Linked DNA regions of Mus musculus: region 1 is linked to region 2. The links are chromatin contacts, called in public Hi-C maps. All regions are on one chromosome and are shown on one strand. The core of a region is the stretch at or near the end of the contact, and the rest is flanking DNA. Distances in the headings are between cores, read along the strand shown.

Region 1 (3,734 bases), core at 838-3,337, 340 kb before region 2:
CAAAATCAGATCATACGATTAGACCTAAACCCAACTTTACACAACATTATACATGTCCTTCCTTAAATAACTCTAACTTCTCATAGCATGACTGTCAGGAAGTTGCAGGGATGTGTTCACAGTAAACGCTTGGAGAAAAGGAAGCTCTCAAAAAAATAATAATAATAAAAAGGAAAAAAAACAACAACAGTGAAAACATCAATTACAGTCATAAGCAAAAAGGCAAATCTTCACACTAGATTTTTAAAAATCAAAATTAGAACAACTTTTTCTTTTGTTTTCATACCGATTTATGTACCTCAGTTTAATCTAAATTAATTTACCTAATTTTATTCCAAGATTAAATAAATTAAATGTGCCCACATAGGTCCACATATTTTTCATTTATTTACAAAATAATGTGCACATAGATACATAAATATGTGCAGAGACATACATGGAGTATACCAACATCTGTCTTGAGAGGAACTGGCTGGCCAAAGAGATTAACAAAAGATCCATTCTGAAGTGATGAAAGCAACTTTATTCACAAGGGACAGGCCCAAAATACTGCATGGCATAATTGCACATCTGCCTTAGCATTTGCACATTCCAAGGGAAATAGACATCTGACAGCAGCAGGCCTCAGGCATGGACCTTAGTCCTGATCACCTGTTGTGCTGCAGATTTACTGACTGATGGGTTTATAAGCACACAAGACTGGGAGTTCCCTACAAGAATGTAGCATTTAAAAATCCTCATATGACATTCTGGGCTAGAAGTCAGTCTAAGCAGGCACACAATTTCTTTGTTGTTGAATTGTGGGGAGCCGCCCTCACATTCGCCGTTGCAAGATGGCGCTGACATCCTGTGTTCTAAGTGGTAAACAAATAATCTGTGCATGTGCCAAGGGTAATTCTCCACTCCATGTGCTCTGCCTTCCCCGTGACGACAACTCGGCCGATGGGCTGCAGCCAATCAGGGAGTGACACGTCCTAGGCGGAGGATAATTCTCCTTAAAAGGGATGGGGTTTCGCCATTCTCTCTCTTGCTCTCTTGCGCTCTAGCGCTCTGGCTCCTAAAGATGTAAGCAATAGAGCTCTCTTGCTCTCTTGCTCTCTGGCTCCTGAAGATGTAAGCAATAAAGCTTTGCCGCAGAAGATTCCGGCTTGTTGCGTTCTTCCTGGCCGGTCGCGAGAACGCGTGTAAGATTGAATCCTTTTTGAAAGAAGGCAGGATGATATGGATAGAGAAGATGGGAGGAATTCAGAGCCCTGCTTCATCCCTCCAGCCAACAATGGTTGCCTGAAAGTCACTACTAGGGACACTGGGGAGCCACAGTAAAGAAGACCTGCTTGTAGGCCTCACTAAACCAGAAGCACAAGAATGTGAATCTGGACACAGATATACGCTTAGGTAGGTTAAGATTTTCCATAGACTTGAATTACCCTAGTTTAATAAGGAAAGCTTCTATCATGGCCAACCTCAAGATCAGATTTCCCTCCCATAATGCAGGTACCAGGTAGGGCTAGGTCATTAGAATGGCATTGTACATGGTATCAGATTCTCAGCAACACAATTCTTGTTACTAGGAAAGGCTTCTTCCTTCCCTTCAACTGGGAGAACTTGGGTAACCTTGGTGAAAGAAGCCCAGGACTAAGGTCCTAATAATACCAATGTTTTCCTTGATTATTTCCACTGAAGCAGACTTATCAACAGAACTGTCAGCAAGCACTAACTGTTTGGTTCTTTGGGTTTTCTTCCATTGCAGGATAAAAATCCATATTAGCACCCAAATGCCCAGAACGTCAGAAATGTACAAGGAATTACTCTTCTTATAACATGACATAATAAACTGTATGGAGACAACTGTAGGCAGAAGACAAACATCTTCAAAGAACATTGCATACTCCCTCTCTGCAATAAAAAAAAAATTTCTGGATGAAAAAGAACACGATTCTGATTGACTCTTTGCATCTCTGCCTTGAAATAAAGATTCCAACTTCTCCTGAATCTGAATTTAACAAAATTAACACTGGCAGGGCTTGGTGAGTCAGTCTCAGTGGGGAAAGGTCCCGACTGCTGCAGAGGCGTAAACAGCAAGCTGGTGTTTGGATGAAGACCTAGAAAAGAACACCAGAGTGGGTGGTTAGTGGAAACAGATGCTCTGTGCTATAGAGGAGTAATGATCAGACAGTATTTTTAGTTTCTCTTTAACTGTATTGGGGAAAGAAAATCCATTGTTAGTCTTCTCTCATTTAAAGAGTTACAAAGTTGCAGTCAGTGAATGTGCTTGTGTATGACTGTGGATACGATGATGTCTTAGTTTCCTTCTTGCTGTGATAAAATATCCTGATAAAAGACAACATGTGGGAAAGACATTTGGCTCACAGTTTAAAGGGAAGTCATTGCACCGTCACTTGAGACCTCTGCTCACATTGAATCCACAATCAGGAAGCCCAGATTTATGAATGGTAGAGTTCAGATTGCTTTCTCCTTTTATTCAGTCCAGGGCATCCTTTGGACAGTCATGCCACCACACCACACTAAGGGTGAGCCGTCCCACCTCAATTACCCTTATCCAAACACTCAGCATGAGAACTGAAACTTCGTAGTCCAACTCCATGAACTCTTCTCGGCTTCCCTTGATCCATTAATGTATGCTGAACTTAAAATCACCTTCCCATTGTTTCAGATATTTAACATGGCTTACCTTACCTGTCTTTATGTTTTAAACTCAGCACTTTACTAAATATATCAGAATGCAAAAAGGATACATATGTCTCTCCATGGTTTCAGGGAAATGTGGGAAAAGCAGGGGCCTTGTGCTCAGACTTCTTTATCTGTTAGAATGTGGAGAATGAAAATAACAATAAAGAACTAAAGCTCCTCTCTAAGCTTTGTCTGTGATGGCCTGTCTGTTTTTAAATCAATATCCTTTGAACTTCTGAGAATTAACACAGTAGAGAAAATAAAAATAATGCATGCCCTCACAGACATGCCAAAGGCTTTTCTTGTTAGTGATCCTATATCCTGTCTAGTTGGCAATTAACCTTCATAGGTGGCATACTTGTAACTTACACTGATATACAAGTGTAGTTTGTTTAAATACTGAGCCATTTCACTATCCACCTCAATGTGGAGCAGCTTATTCAGGTTTCAAATATTAATAGACTGTTTTTTATTAAATTTATAATTTTAATTTTTCTATTGTTTACTGTTAATTTAGTAACAGTGGTCACTAGTTTTAATGTATAGGATTACAGAATTTTGGAGATATAAAATAGCTTAAAACTTATCTAGTCTGTGTCTACTTTTACTGTGTAAGTCCAAGGCAAGTGTGAATAAGAAGTCTTTGACAACTCATCCAGTGAGTCAGATGAAACAGGGCAAGAATCAGGTTTCTTAAATTCTTCTCCACTGCAAGACCCTCTGCAGGAAAAATAAACTGACTTAAGCGCAATATAAAAGCCAATTTTTTTCCTTTGGGGAAAAAATTAACATTTCTGGCAAAGTGCTTAAGCAAATTTCTTATAGAGTTTAATTAAATCCTGTTATGGGACACTCCTTCCTACACAGCTGTCAGTCGAGAGTGAGCTTTAACATGATTTTTTCATTTATATATGACTTAGCAGATCCAAAATTCTATCTCAAGGACATTTTAAATTCCCAGTATCAAGTTCAAACCCCATAACACTAAGGGAGAGTGTTGAGAAATATAATCTAGGTTCCATCGTCGAAAAACTTTTAAGAGG
Region 2 (3,818 bases), core at 399-2,898:
TATATATATATATATATATATATATATATATATATATATATATTGACAATGTGTTTAATCAAATAATTAGAAGCCTTAAAATACCATGGCAAATTGGATATTTTAATGCTTTGTACCCAAAGGATCTACTGGTAAACTCTATACAACTTAAGTCATTACTTTTTGTGTAATCCCCAGCTTAATTCATGGGTCTGAGGACTGTGGTCACTCTGCTATCTTCTTCCACTAATGTTGAGGCCTGAGGACTTATCAGAATGTCTTCCTTTGACAGCAGAGAAAGAGGAGTAGAAGAAGCTCACTGTGGTTTTAGCCACTCATTAAGCACTCGAAAGATGTTCCGTGTACAGGTAGAAAACAAAAGGCAAAACAGCTTCTTTCATGGAGTTCAAGTCAGCGAGACAGGCCACGTAGCCATACCGAATAGGTTTGGCTTTCTATGCCCCTCCTCGGTTCTCTCAGGCAAGTTACTTATTTCCTATGACTTTATTTCCTGGGTAGTCATTCTTCAGTCTGTTAGGAATATTAAATTAATACACACGCAAAGCATGCTGGAGGTACCTGATACATAAAGCTGGCAATTACTACTGCTCAGAGTTATATGCACTCTGTTCATCCATAAAGCAAGGCCAGAATTCACTTTCACTAGTAAATACGCTCAGCTTGAATACAGAAACACAGGCATCTGGGCAGAATACAAATAAGCCTAGACATGAATTAAGAGTCAGGAAGCAGAGTAATGAATAATGAAGCAAAGAGTTTGCCGAGCCTCCTTTTAAGAAAATTGTGGGTTGTTAGTTGCTTAAGAGGGGAGGAGGCCATTGAGAATGGCGGTGTGAGCAAAGGGATCCAAGAACAGGCAGGATATAAGCATGAATGCACCGGTGTTGCTGGGCGGATGGGGGGGGGGGGGCTTGCCTTTGGGTGTAAAACTGTTCCAGTAAGAGAAGGTGGTGGGAAGTCCTTGGATGGGTACCCAAAGCTACCAGAACTACGTGACATTTTTAAACTCAACTCCTTTCTGTTTGGGAAGTCCCACTGTAAGTGCTCTTTAAATGGGGGTGCGGTGGGGGGAGTTATGCAAAACACTTTGCACATAGCACTAAAGTTTAGTTTTGCCCAGAGACTGGCACGGTCGCTGGGACAGAGGGGGCGGAGTTAATTTAATATAGATGTCTAACCCGTGTACAGATCAGCAATCCTAATTGATCACTCCGAAACTTCGGCCTAGGACGCTCGTTCTCCAGGCTTCTACGTCTCATCCGCTAGCCCAAGGCCTCAGCAACCGACGTGCGAGGCCAGGCGAGGCGACCAAGGCCGTTCCACGCATGCGTTAAAAGCCGCCCCAACTCCCCCCAATCCCCGAGGAGTCCTTTCTCAGAACAAAACTAGCGCGGAGCTACAGAGCTCCGCAATTTGCGTAGATCTAATTTCTTCCAGTTGCCGCCAGTCGGTGTAGCTCCCGCCGGTGCCGCCGCTCTCCTACGCCAGGCGCGTCCGCGAAGTGAATGGCTGAACGCTGCCGGTGCGCCGCCGGCGTAGCGCCGATCAGGCCGAGGTGCGGCTGCGCAGGGCGCCCGAGCGGGCCGGGTGCGCCGCCGGCGTAGCGCTGAGGCGGCCAGGGTGCGGCTGCGCAGGGAGCCGGAGCAGGCTGAGTGCGCCGTCGGCGTAGAGCGCCGGCTCTCGCGCTAGGCTCCGCGACGCAGATAGCGCAGGCGGCTTTGGAGAATACACGACTGGGTGCAGCCGGGGTTTGGTACCGAGCGGAGAGGAGATGCACACGGCACTCGAGTGTGAGGTAACTATAAAACCCCGATTTGTTTACATTCCCTCCCCCAGAACCGGCCCCGTGCGCGGCGGAGCCTGGGAGTCCCGGGACGGCTGGGGAGGCTGGGCGGCCGGGTTGGGGCTGGCACCGGGGCCTCTGGGTTGGGACGCGTGTGTTCGCAGCTGCTGCAGGCGGTGGCGGCGAGCAGGAGAGCGGCGCGTGAGGCTGGGGCCAGCCGAGTGTGCCGCGTCGGCGGTGGGGGACCCGCGCCCCACGGCCTGCTGCGGGGCCGCGGAGCGGGCAGCGCCGGTTGAGGGCTGCGCGGGCTTCCCGCGGCCGCCGTACGGGGGACCCGGGACCCGAGGCAGGTCCCAGGGGCTCGTCTGCGGGGGGTAACGGACGGCGGCCGCTCAGCTCCGGGCCAACCGAAAAGGCTCGGTGGGGCGCGCGGGAACTGCGTGTGGCGCAGCCCACGGGTCCCGGAGCCGGGTTGTGGGGCGACCGTGGTGCGGCCGCGGGCTTTGTTCCCGGCCACCGGGGTGTAGGGTGGCGTGGGCGCGGTTGGGAGCGGAGGGAAGTGGCCGGCCCACCGCGGGGTCCGCATCCGCTCCACGCTTCGCTCCTCCCTTGGGGGGGGGGGGGTCTTCGGAACTCTCCAGCCTGGCGAGGCGTCGGGTGGCGTGACGTGGAAGGGCTTCCTGCGGCTTCTGAGAAGACGCGTTCACGTGGGAGCCTGTCCACATGGGCCGAGTTTAAGGAGCTGGGCACGTGGAAGAAATCTCACCGCAGGACGCCCCGCCACCGATTTGGAAGGGTCCTTCACCCCAGTGTCTGCTCCAAGTGACACAAAGCATGAGTTAAAAGACAGTACAACCCACCGTCTCCTAGAAACTTATTTATGTCTCCGTTAAGTGCGGTAACTAGCGGGTGACAGGTTTCTTGTATGTTTTCTTTTTGGATGTGTATCTAATGGTAATTAAGAAAAAGTAATACAAGAGCTGGAGGCTTAGAATTGTTAACAGTGCTATTGGGAAGCCTAAACAAAGCAGAACTTCTGTGTACAGAGTAATGTTAGGATTCCCGTAATCTACAAGTATTTGAGTACCTTGTGAGTCATTTCTCCTGGACCTTGGGAGTCCATCCCACACACCCCTCTTCCTATGTGCATTGGACATTACAGTAGGATGAAAGACACATCAGTGATAAAGTGATAAATGCTGTGAAGGAAATAAAATGTGCTGGTGGGCATTTTTAGCATTTGGTGTTTTCTAGAATAAGGGTCTTGGATTGTGACTATAGATTATTAAGGGTACATAAAGTTACATTGAAAGAGTTAATGGGAAACTATTTGGCTTTGATGGAGTAAGCCATACTTGAATAAAGCATTAAATATCAACGGTACTGGCCTGCCTAATAATGACTAACTTCAAACTAGCAAGAACTAAAAATTATACTTAAAGGATTTAAGTGTTTTGTATTACTGTAATTTTGGCCTGTATTCAGGAAGTTACATCCTCACCGAAAAGTAACTGAATTTCAGTGGTTTTAATCTCTCCCCAAATTGACAAAACTGAATTCTATCAACTAAGCGTGGTTAGGAACCCATGCGCAAGAATGAATGGTTTTGGTGCTACTTTAAAAGAGGTGGCAAAGACGATTTCTCAGGTGATACCTGAAGGCACAGATCTATAAACCCAGCTACTTTGGGAGCAGGGGTGGGAGGAGACTGAGGAAGGAAGCTGGCAAGTTAGAGTCCTGGAGCTTGTCTTAAAAGTTAAGTAAAAGAGCTGAGTGGTAGGAAACTTGCCCAGGGTTTGCACAAATCTACACTTAATTGTTAGTACTGCAAATAATGTATGCCTGTATGGATATGTATCATGAGCTATGCAGGTGAATACCCTTTATCTGAAATGTTCAGGACCAGAAGTGTTTTCAGCTTTTGTTTGTGAATTAGGAGATATTTGGATATATTAAATAATGGAGTGTTTCTTGGGCTAGGGCCCAATTCTGAACATAAATTGAACTTTTACTTTGTATAAGCCAGGGTACTTAC

Evidence for each region. Hi-C and Micro-C count contacts between places; a contact is called where the count stands out from the background.
Region 1: a Hi-C map of cortical neurons shows a contact between it and region 2, with 2.1 times the contacts expected there. The contact joins the enhancer-like site here to the promoter of Slc39a10 in region 2. A contact is called at or near these places in 1 of 39 promoter capture datasets (hippocampal neurons), 5 of 484 Hi-C or Micro-C datasets (cerebral cortex, cortical neurons, cranial neural crest and 1 more) and 2 of 115 datasets of contacts at active chromatin or transcription factors (astrocytes and neural progenitor cells).

Annotation. Positions count from the first base shown.
Region 1 is chr1:47,191,569-47,195,302 of GRCm38.p6, reverse strand. No RefSeq gene overlaps it. Among named protein-coding and RNA genes, the nearest start is that of Gm39638, 58 kb to the left of the region's middle. Within about 2 kb of position 2,087, at least 10 of the 459 cell types and tissues checked have an H3K27ac peak or open chromatin away from gene starts, as enhancers often do. A contact at or near this core is called in cortical neurons, where this site is marked.
Region 2 is chr1:46,851,448-46,855,265 of GRCm38.p6, reverse strand. It overlaps Slc39a10 (solute carrier family 39 (zinc transporter), member 10), which reads left to right and starts at 1,648. Exons shown (of 10, transcript NM_172653.3): 1 at 1,648-1,795.